Linked DNA regions of Mus musculus: region 2 is linked to region 1. A link is a contact called in public HiChIP or PLAC-seq data. All regions are on one chromosome and are shown on one strand. Each heading gives the region's core, a stretch centred on a gene start, on an enhancer-like site or on the middle of the called end of the contact. The rest is flanking DNA. Distances are from core to core; before and after follow the strand shown.

The links. HiChIP or PLAC-seq counts read pairs in DNA pulled down with a chosen protein or histone mark.
Region 2: an H3K27ac HiChIP or PLAC-seq map of the HPC-7 cell line shows a contact between it and region 1, with 6 times the contacts expected there. The contact joins two enhancer-like sites. A contact is called at or near these places in 1 of 484 Hi-C or Micro-C datasets (nephron progenitors), 1 of 115 datasets of contacts at active chromatin or transcription factors (the HPC-7 cell line) and 3 of 9 other capture datasets (adipose tissue, liver and pancreatic islet).

Annotation. Positions count from the first base shown.
Region 1 is chr17:75,196,982-75,202,784 of GRCm38.p6, forward strand. All of the region lies in intron 5 of Ltbp1 (latent transforming growth factor beta binding protein 1), which reads left to right. Among named protein-coding and RNA genes, the nearest start is that of Ltbp1, 190 kb to the left of the region's middle. Within about 2 kb of position 2,545, at least 61 of the 459 cell types and tissues checked have an H3K27ac peak or open chromatin away from gene starts, as enhancers often do. A contact at or near this core is called in the HPC-7 cell line, where this site is marked.
Region 2 is chr17:75,289,740-75,295,553 of GRCm38.p6, forward strand. Ltbp1 (latent transforming growth factor beta binding protein 1) reads left to right here. Exons shown (of 34, transcript NM_019919.4): 16 at 276-401; 17 at 1,552-1,677; 18 at 3,017-3,139. Among named protein-coding and RNA genes, the nearest start is that of Rasgrp3, 140 kb to the right of the region's middle. Within about 2 kb of position 3,707, at least 11 of the 459 cell types and tissues checked have an H3K27ac peak or open chromatin away from gene starts, as enhancers often do. A contact at or near this core is called in the HPC-7 cell line, where this site is marked.

The DNA.
Region 1 (5,803 bases), core at 1,295-3,794:
ATGGTGGTGTTGTTGTTGTTGTTGGTAGTAATGTTGTTTGTGGTAATGGTGATGGTGATGGCTGCAGTGATGTTAATGATAATGATGACAGAGTACAGCTGAGTAGCCCAGCTAGTGCTTAACTTGCTGTCTTCCTGCCTGAGCCTTCCGAATGCAGGGATTATGGTATGTACCAACATCCTTTTCAAAGGAATATCTATTAAATTGTCTTGTCAACTTCCCCATTTGAACACACTTCTCTTTTTGGCTGGTCTTTGCTCATACCAAAGTTACAGTTAACTATATCTGATGACAGGTTTGTTTTTTTTTTTTTTTTTTTTTTGAAAAAGAAATGGATTTGTACATCATTGAAAAAATAATAAACGACTTATAAAATGGACAAAAAAGTGGGATGGGAACCATTTGACAAATGTAAGTTTTGTTTCTATTTCTGTCCTGTGAGTACTCAGATCTCTTTCTTAGACATACAAATGGGTCCATTTATATGCCTTCTAGAATGGGTATGTATTGGCAGATATATAAATACAGCCTGGAGCTTTCCTAATATATTAATTACTGTGCTGTGCTTTTTTTGCCTACCAACTAATAGCCATAGAAATAAGTCTCCCTTGATAATTTTAAATACTGTACCACAGTTCATCCCAGCATATATTGTAACTTATTTATCCAGACTCAGTTAATAGACAGCTAGCTCAAAGGTTCTTAACACGGGGGTCAAAACCCCAATGTGGAATTGCATATCAGATATCCTGCATAGTGGATATGTACATTATGATCCATGCTAGTAGCAAAATAACAGTTATGACCTAGCAACAAAGTAATTTTATGCTTGGGGACCACCACAACATGAGAGCTGTGCCAAAGGGTTGCGGCATTAGGAAGGTTGAAAACCACTGGTCTAGCTAATCCTTCAGGCTCCCTAGAGACTCATGTCTATTCTGTAATTCTAGATCCCATCAATTGGACAATGAGTAGTAACATAACCACATAATATATCTGTGAAGGTCCTAGGATAAGCCATAGGAAGTGTTATTAATCCATAGACTATGCACTTATTAGTATTAACTCTTAATTACCCAACTATCTACTGGGTAGTTGAACTAACATATCCCCAGCACACTCTTCAGGAGACATTTTGAAGTTGGGTGATGGGGTGAGTTAGTGTATTGATTTACATCTTGCTTATGTATGAGATGGCCTTTTCCAGGATTTGACACTGAGCCTGCAAGTCCCTTTTATGTTCACATTCCAGTGAAGAATCTGATGTTTCAAGTCTGCCCTGTGTCTTACAGGATGCTTGAAGCAGCCTTGGATCATTTGCATTACACTCATATGACCCAGGCTGGATGCTCATTCATCATACAGTAAGGATGATTTTGAACTCCTGATCCTCCTGCTTTCACCTCCAAAGTACTAAGGTTACATATGGATATGGTGTGTGCCACCATATCCGGCTAAATGCTTTGGTTCAGCTGTTTTGCCTTTTTGACCTTAGACATAAGCTCCTAGTGGGAAACACATGAAGACCCTGAAGTTTAATGAGTGGCATATACGTTTATGAAGGAGGAAGAGGAACCTTGGATTTGTAACAGCACTGTGGAGTGCTGTCTGTATGCCCAATGCCCAGTGGCTGAGAAATCAGGGGTCTGCAGGCATTCTATAGATGAGGTTAAATAACTGCTCAGCACCATGGAGCAAGTTTGTTTGAAAAGGCAGGTTTGAAGCTCAGAATCCAGTACTGTGTTCTCCTGTACCCACCGTTGTTTCATGCTGTCTTCTCTATGCTGGAGTGGACGTGTAGTCCAAGTTGAGAACCCTGGCACTGGACTCTCATCCATGCTGTCAAATGGGAGTGATGAGCTTTGAGAGGTTTTCCTATCTAGAGAGTTTGAAGGTGACTCCCTGAGGGTGCTGTTGCTCTGAGGAAGGACTGGTAGTGAATGAGAGGTGATGTCAGGGGGACTTTGTCCCAGGTGATGAAATGCAAATATACGTTCCTGGATTATTACCCAATTAAGGTGAGGATAAGAGCTATTGGGTACCCAGGAGAAGCTGAGATGACATTACTCAAGGCAGACTATATGTGTAAAACAGAATATATCTCAATTATTACACAAACCTTTGTTGGGCATGAGAACAAGCATGGGGTGTCACATAAACTTCATACAGACTGAAGTGGAGAATTTTGAAGGCAGTTCTTGGGGATTCATGATTCTAAATACAAGTCCTCACCTAGAGTAGCGTCCTCAAGTCCTGCAGGAAGTCAGATCCTCATTCCTAGTCACAGAAAGTGGCTTCCTACCCCTGAGAGCTGCTGTGGGCCTGGACAGGAATGATACTAAGTTCTGAGTGATTTCTGGGTCATCCCAGAGGAAGACATGAGATGAGAGTCCTCAGTGTTTTCTGGAAATCCAGGTGGGCTTAACTCCTCTCCAGCTACCAACTGGAGGGTTTCCCAATTGATCATTGAACAGACGTGAAGAGAGAAAGCAGGTCTGATTCATAGACATTGTGTTCACCTAAATGCCCCACCGTCTTTTTGGAGAGATGTAAAGTCTCTTTCCTGTGATTCACATGTATTACTCAGAATCCTTGTACTTACTGGACTCTAAAGCAGAGATTCAGGTTTGGGGGAAGTAACTTTTAAACACTGCAAATAGTGAGTCCTTCTCTCCTTCCCTCTCCTCTAATGCCAATATGGGTTATAGAGCTAGGCAGCTCTGATGTCAGAAAATACTCCCCTTCCAAGTGGTAAGAACACTGGGTGGACCTCTTCCCCATTCTTCAATAGGGAAGACACATTGTTAGTCTAGCGCATCGTATGATGAAACAGGAAACATGTTATCTTTGTGACTCAGCTGTGGCAAAACGCAAATGTCAGTCAGACAATGAGATGGGAATACAGGGGCTTAAGGTCCCTAAGCTTGCTTCTGAAAGAGGACAAAGCATCGGCTGGCGAGTGGTGGCTGTGGTCATGACAGCTGTGTGTGTCCTTGTCTCTTCTCGGCCCTGCCTAGGTCCTTCTCGTAATGTCAGAGATAAGCATTTTTGCTTGTCATTGTGTCTTATACTTCCTGGATACACTGTCACAAATAATGAGAACGTCGAGTCCTTCAGGCTGAGCCAGTGAATGGCATCCACTCTTCTGAACTTTGGATGCTTGCTGGGTAGTCAAGGCCTGGCTTTTCAGTCATTTAGCAGGCAACACAGAGAGTTTGAGTGTTCAGAGAGCTGCCAGTCATTGTTTAATGCTTTAGAGAACATCACAGGTTCTAAATCCAGGGAGGAATTTTTATTCTTCTTCTCTCTCTCTCTCTCAAAAAATTCTTTAGTTGATTTATATGTCTCTGTGTGTATATGCACACATGTGGGTGCAGGACCTGCCTAAGCCAGAAGAGAACACTGGATCCCCTGGAGCTGAAGTTACAGGCAAATGTCAGCTGCCCTTTGTGGGTTCTGGGAACTGAGCTGATATCCTCTGGAAGGACAAGTGTTTTTAATCACGGAGACATCTCTCCAGCCCATCTTCTGTTTCTCAGTTTTTGTCATTTAATTTCTTAAATCAAATTTTTATAAGCTAAAAAGGCAGGAATGCTGGGAGGTGGCTTCCTTGGTAAAATGCTTGCTGTGCACACATAAGAACCTGAGCTAGATCTCCAGTGCCAACGGAAAGGCTAGATGTGGTAGTGGGTCTCTGTAATCTCAGTGCTAGGGCCTCTGGAGCCTGATGGATCCTTGGGGTCCTGACCAATGTAACTGAGTTAGCCAGCTCCAGGTTGGATGAGAGATACTATTTCAGAAGTTAAGGTAGAAAGCAATTGAGGAAGATCCCCAAGGTTGACCTCTGGCCTCCTCATGTATATACATGCATGATCAGGAATACACACACACACACACACACACACACACACACACACACACACACAAATTCATACACACATACACACACAAACAAACATACACATACATCCACATATACTCGCACACACATGCACTCATATACACACATGCAAACATACTACACACATACACTCACACACACTCACATGTGTACTCATACACACACATGCACAGATATATGTGTGTACACACACTTATGTGAGCACACACACTCATATACACATGTATACTCCACACGCGCGCACACACATGCGTGCATGCACACCAGGAACTCCAGTGAGTGTGTTGTTATTTAGTAGCCCCTGATGACCTACTTGGAATCTTGGTGTCAGAGCTCCTTTGGGTCACTCTGTCATGTTGTGTGGCAATCTGGTAACATCAGAAAAGAAATCTTCCCCAAATAAATTTGGCTCTGAGGTAGGAGAAGAAGAGTCAAGTTGACCATGGACATTGTGTGTGCCCCTCACAGATTTATTAACCATTCTCCCAGCTGCTTCTCTTCATCCAGAGAAACAAGTAACACTTCGTCTGTCTAGAAAACCCAGGCCTGTCTCAACCCAGAGAGAGAATCCAGCCACAAAAAAAAAAAAAAAAAAAAAAAATCAAACAAACAAAAAACAACTGTCATGGGCACTTTGCATTTCTGTAGCTTCAGAGAGTAAATTTATAAGGGTCTTGAGGAGGCTTACCCTTTTAATTGTTGGGAGAAGAATAGAAGAAGTTGAACTTAAGGAATCCAAGTGCCTTGGAATGACTTCGAGTGGGTCGTTCATGTGGTTAGGGCAATGCTGTGTCCAAGGGAATACTTTGATTGATTGTGTCAGTGTCCTTGGGTGGCCCTCCCGAGAGCTTGAAGGCTTGTGTAAATTTGGTTTTCTCTAGAAGCTTCTAAGCTTTTACAGATGAGGCCTTATGTCCTCTCTGTTTTGTTCCCATAATAATGATCAGTATAATAAATGGGGCCATGGAGGGATTAAGAATAGAATAAGCTGGTTGGTTGCTGTACAAGTGGATGTTTTCAACTCTATTGAGACTGAGTAGATATTGTAGATGAGAATCCCAGCGGTTAGGTATTTGGTCCTTATGGATAGTAGCCATCATTTCTGCTTCGTTATAATTTATTGGTCATTGTGGTCCTCAACTCAAGGGTTTACACTCGATTTTATTTCATGAACTGGCTTTACCAGAGGCTGTCCAGTACCGTATGTTGAGTGTCCATTCAGGTCCAACGAGAGCTGTAAAGGGTTAATTATTTTATTGAGAGGAGAGAGTAGCATCTACACTGTAGCTGATGCTCCCCTAGTTTCCGTCTCTATGGAGACAGGTTCCTTTGCATCCCTTCTTTGCCTTCCCAGAGCCACTGGTACAATGTGCAGCTTTGGAGACAGTGTGGTGGATTTTGAACCTCCACCCTACCTTGTGTTAATGGTGTGCTTTGAGAAAAGTGTTAAATATCTCAGAATCCCAGTTATCTTCTAAACTAGGGGTAAAAAGGTGTCATTTACAGGACTGCAGAAGGAAGCCATGAATACGGTGGTTGGAAAACAGCAGGAATCTGAAGCTTTGCACCTCTCCCTTACAAAGAAGTCAAAGAGCCACTTATTTCCTGTTACTCTGGCTAACTGTTCTCTCCTCCCATGCTGTGAACACATATGGAACACTGTCACATTGATGAAAGCATAGCATTGATTGTGGCGGCAGAACATTTAATAGATACGTGATTCTTTCCATCATTTTTACACCTTAAGTCTATTGAGTGCAAGCAGTCAATGCATTTTATTAACCAAGAAAGGAAAACCTTCAAGAAGTTTATATTGACCATATTATATAACCTTCATTTTAGACTAAACAGTCACATGATAGTTTTTATTGACAATTTGTCTAAGAAATTGTGAATCATTCG
Region 2 (5,814 bases), core at 2,457-4,956, 94 kb after region 1:
CAACCTTCATCATGGAAGACTTCTGAGTTTCTGTTTAGTTCATCTTCTAACTTGATTCACTGGGAATGGGCAACAAGTTTAGGCGGGGGAGCTATCTGATCAGTCATAAAGTAGTTGCCTGAATTTGCAGTTAAACTGAGAGCCCACCGTGTTCTGGCTACGTGCCTACAATATGAAGCTCAGCTTCTCGTGAAACACAAAGCTTTGTCTCCTGGGTACAGTGAAATGCCCGCTGAGCTGGGGTTTTTCACCTTGTTTTGTTCCTTTTTTTTAAGAAATCAACGAATGTACTGTGAACCCGGACATTTGCGGAGCAGGACACTGCATCAACCTGCCGGTGCGGTATACCTGCATATGCTACGAGGGCTACAAGTTCAGTGAACAGCTGAGGAAATGTGTCGGTAAGGAACACATGTGGCAGGCAGACTATTGAGTAGGAAACAGTTGCATACTTGGAGTGTTTCTCAATTTTAATCATCTTGGGAAAACATTAGTTTATTTTATAAAGGGAGCTTCAAAAATTGTTTCAAAAGAAATAGTTTGCCCAAACCCCAGGATTCTCTTATTTCTGTGTTTAATGCCACTAACCTTGCTACAGGTAGGACATTTCCACAAATGTGGGCTGCTTTACAAAAGTAAATAAAATATAAACTCCAGCAAATTGCACCTGTAACCATGTATTTTGCCCAAACCAACACTGAAGCATGCAGCGGAAATAAATTCATGCATACAGGCAAAGTCCGATTTCTGATAGGGGTTTCTAAATCCTAATCTCTTAATGCATGAAGAGTGGATTCCTAAGTGAGTGGGGGGGAGAGTATCTCATAGTTGTTATAGAATTATTAGTCAATGATTACAATGTATTAACTCTAAATTTATTTTAACCCTTCAAAATAAAATGTACTATGTTTTAAGACATGGTCAATAAGTAAGAAAAGAGAGAGAGAGAGAGAGAGAGAGAGAGAGAGAGAGAGAGAGAGAGAGAGGAAGAAAGCCAGCATCAAGAACATACTCCTGGCACTACTTTACTGTATGCATTTCCTGCATGTATGTTTATGTGTAGGTAGGTGGATATAAGAGACGCCCCACTGGCATTGACTTTCTCATGCATCTGTCACATGTCACCTTTAGAACCTAAGTTACTAATCAAGAAAGGTAGTAGAGATTGTCATGACCCAGCAATGACCCAGAGTGCATTGCTGGTGGATTGTCCCTGAATTTCCTGGTGAAGGGGAAATTCCAGTACTTGGTGCTCCCGCTCATCAGGAAAACCTTCTCTATTGAGCCAAAGTCTGCATTTCTGAAGCACTTAGTGATAGGTTTTGTGGGGGTTTTTGTTGTTGTTGTTATATTGTTTTAAGTCCTACCCGTTGAAACTAACACATTCCCTACTAACACTCCTTTGGATCATTTCCCCTTTGGCTGCTCTTTTTGCTTATAAAGATCTCTCTGATCCCCAGGGGAAGGTGTTGATATTTGGTGCTTCACGGGACAAAGAAACAGAGTCCTGAAACCCAGCTCTAATTTCGCCTGTTGTATTTTTGTTAACAGACATTGATGAATGTGCTCAGGTCCGGCACCTCTGCTCCCAGGGTCGCTGTGAGAACACAGAGGGAAGTTTCCTGTGTGTCTGCCCGGCAGGGTTTATGGCCAGTGAGGAGGGTACTAACTGTATAGGTAATAATGACGCTCTTCTTGATGTTGCTTCTTGAGGGATGGACAAGTTCAGTGCTCATACAAACATTCCCACACTTGTTTTATGATTATTAAACATCGGCTGTTATGTAGCAGTCTACTTGGTGCTCAGAGATAACACTTTTGTTAGAGTACCTTGGAGTCCAGCTTCCTCTGGGTGTTGTGGGACTGGTTGTGGAGCTAGTGCCCAAGGTCAAGGCAACACTTTGGAAGGAAGCTATCAAAGGTGTGCGATAAAACAGGTTATTTTGGATTTACCACCACCATCATGTAAATCTAAACATGTGACTTGAGAGCTTGCTGAATACATTAAAGAAATGATGGTACAAACCAGATATCATACTTAAGTAGATAGGAGCTAGAAGTAGAAAGTGGTATCTTTGCAAAGCATAACTGGTACAGTCACTGTGGAAAATAGTGTGTAGATTTCTAAAAAACAAAAAATCCCTATAAATAGAATGACCATATATAATCTAGCAATACCATCTCTTAACATGTACCCCAAAGACTCTGTATCCTGCCATGAATACAGTTACACACTTATAGCTATTACTGTACTATTTACAGTAGTCAGGAATTGGAACCAGACTAGGTAATCGGTATCAACAAATGAATGGATAATGAAAAGAGAGAGAGAGAGAAAACACACACACTAGAAGTGTCTTTCAGCTCTAATGAAAAATGAAATCACTAAAATTTCTAGAAAATTCTAAGTGATTTTATTTATATTTAGAAAACCAAGTGCTGCATGTTCTTTTTATATGCAGCTCCTAAGTATGTATGTATGTATGAATGTATGTATGTATGTATGTATGCATGTATGTATGTTTTTATATGGAAATGAGTAGGAAGAGGGTTGAAAAAAAGCAGAAAGGGACCCATGAGAAGGGGGAGAAGGAGACTTAAAGATGGCGTGGAAGGTGGGGGCATCCACGTGGAGATGGGGCGTGGTGGGGAGGAGGTATGGGATGTGGAGCAGTTAGAGGGTGGGAGTGGAGGGGCAGTGAATGGAATATGGAGTGTAAAAATGAATTACAAATTAAATTAAAAAAAACATAAGTAAGTAAATAAAAAAGTAAGCTATGGGGGAGCTTATAGAAAATGTGTGGCATCGAGGCATATTGGGAAAGGAAGGCTGCAGGTTGGGGCAGCATCAGGGAAACGGGGTCGGGTGGGGGAGCAGGTTGGAAGGGGTAGAAACGAAAACAAAATTAAATGTTTGTAAAGGCCATAATCACTTTGTATCCTAATTAGAGACTGAAGAGAGAACCATAACAACTAAAAATGACTCATCCCGGACCATACTTTATGTTTCATGCAGATGTGGATGAGTGCCTGAGGCCTGATATGTGTAGGGATGGCCGCTGCATCAACACCGCTGGGGCCTTCCGGTGCGAGTACTGTGACAGTGGGTACCGGATGTCACGGAGAGGCTACTGTGAGGGTGAGTGTGCTGACCAGACAGAGACCTGTGACTTGGGTCTCAGCAATGTAGCTGGGTCTAGAGCCAGGGCTGGAAGGCAGTTGCCATGGGTTTTGCAGTTCTTCTCAGTTCTGCCCGTGACCCAGTGAGTCCTTGGTCCCTTCACAAAGTTCAAAGCTTGTCTCTCTGCTCACAGCCTCTGCCTGACTTCCATGGCTCTGTCTGCCTTATTTCCTACATTGACATTCTCCTTACTTTTTACGTTGGCATCTGTCTTTCCTAGTGTTTGCAGTTGCGAGCACAGTTAATTGGTGACTATTCTGGACTGAGGCCAGGCTTCATTATAGTGTCTGGCTGCTCACTTGCCTGTGAATACAGTGCAGGTGGAACCTGGGGTCATTTTTCATTTCCCCCTTCCCATCTTGTTGCATTCTTTTGTCTCAACTGTCTTCTTTTACATGTATTCTGGAATTTTCCTGCAGACTGTTTGAAACTCTGTCTGACCAATTTGGAACCAGAGACTAATAGTGCTAGATAACATTTCTTCGTTACACGACAGAGATGGCACTCATTAGCGAAATGTCTTGTAAACTGTGTACAGTGTGGTCAGAATTATGTTCTAATTGGTATTTCTGTTGGTGCAGATGTTCATCTTACATCAGTTCTTCTTCCTCTCCCTCCTCCTCCTCCTCTCCCTCCTCCTCTTCTTTGGTAATTATTTTTCCCCAGAGAGATTAACTTCTGCAGCAATCTTAGCATGGACCCACAACAGCAAAGACACAGGTCCCTGCCCTGGTGTTTGGAGGGTTTAGAGTTAGATGTGGTATTGGATCCTGGCACTCCCTGGCTAGCTGGCTGCAGCTGTCTGAAGCTCTACATCTTGTCCACTGTGGGCAGACTTCTACAGCTAAGGAGGGACAGGCTCAGTGGACTAGTCTTCCCTCAGCTGTCCCTTGGCTTCTGCATATTGGCTCCCTTCACACTCAGATGACCTAGGCCTGGAAGGAGAACTAATTAGACATTTCTTGGCAGTCCATACCTGACTGTCCTGCTGGCCTCTTGCCTCAGCCCCTTGGGTTCTAACTCTAGAGACAAGTGGGAGTGTCGTGTATTGCTGGGCTTCAGATCAGTTTGGAGCTAAGCATTGCCATGAACCTTCCCATCTGTGGCCCTGTGCCACTGGACGAACACCAAAGTGTCCCCACTGTCCTCTTCTAGGGAATCCTCCCTCTGCAGTAGAGAGTGTGAGCCTAGAAAATCGTGGGAGGGACTCAGCTGACAACCCTCATTTGTAGTAACTGTTTGGTCTAAACCTTAGTTCATCGTCTGTAAATGGAGAGCCATGAAGTCAATCGACAGGGTCATTACGAGCATCAGCATGTGTAGCTGAAGCCTTTATGATATTTGTCATCTTCCTCTTTTAGTGTCTTTATGTCCTCTTCCACGATTCTTTGTTCTTGGTCCAAGCAGAAATGTGCTAGAAATTGAAGATACATTTGACAAATATTCATTAACAAAAAGAAAACCAAACACTAATCCTTAATTATGGTCTTTATACAGTCCCAAAGAAGAGAGAGGATATTTAAACAATGACAGAAAGAAGTAGATTAGAACATTTAAAATGCTATGATTTATAGCTGATAGAATATTCAGTAATACTCAATCTATAGGAATTATTTAACTCTAGTTAACATGTCACCAGGGTTCCCTGGATGTGCATCAATCTATTTACACAAAAAGCCTCGAAGAGAAAAAGAGACCCAATAATATGTGACTGTTTTTAATTCCATGGTGGACCAGAGCCAAAGGTCCCCAGGTCTTTGGCTCCCTGAAGCTTATCTAAGATGTCATTAAGGAAGCTGCTTTCAAACAGAGTTGAGTCTCCAAGGAGCCCATTTGTAATTTTCAGACATTATCTCATTTGCCCTTAAAATGTCACAAGGCAGGTGGCCCTGGCTTCACAGCTGAAGGTCAAGCAGGAAGTGCTGCAGCGTATCTGCAGGTGCTGCCCGACACCTCAACACAGAGCAGCCTGTGGCAATCTGATTTGGCAGTTGCATTTCTATTTTTTAAAAAGTAAAAGATTCATATACAGTGGCGGAGAGAGAGAGAGAGAGAGAGAGAGAGAGAGAGAGAGAGAGCACAACAGTGTGTCATGTAGTTACAACAGTGACTTGGTGCTTTTGTTTTGTCTCCATAATATTCCCTTTAAGCATCTTTCGTGCACAGAAGTTTCTCTCACAAAGGATTCTTAAAGGTATCTAGAATGAAGACCGCAAGTGTCTGTGATGACTTAATTAGTGAGCCAATTCTGCTTCTTTTCACTTTCGTCTTTTACCTTGGATCCGAAAAGTGTGTTTCCATAAGGATGTTTTGAGGGTCTTCTCTCTCATACATTTTGTATTGGGAAACTTAGACATTGCATGTGCTTCTCTAAGTACAAAATTCTTCTCCAGGAAAATAGACTTCTATTGTATGGCGACAGTAGCTCCGGACTGGTATCATTTTCAACTAGAGCCTCTTCTTCCCCTCTTTTATTTTTCAAGTGTCTTGAAAAAAATTAAAAAAAGATGCCATGCCTAGGTGTTTTCTAGCAAGCATGGCAACCTGAGCTTAGTCCCCAGGACCCACAGGGTGGGAGTAGAAAAGCAATTCCAACAAGTTTTTTTTTCTCAAATACATGCGTGCGCATGCTC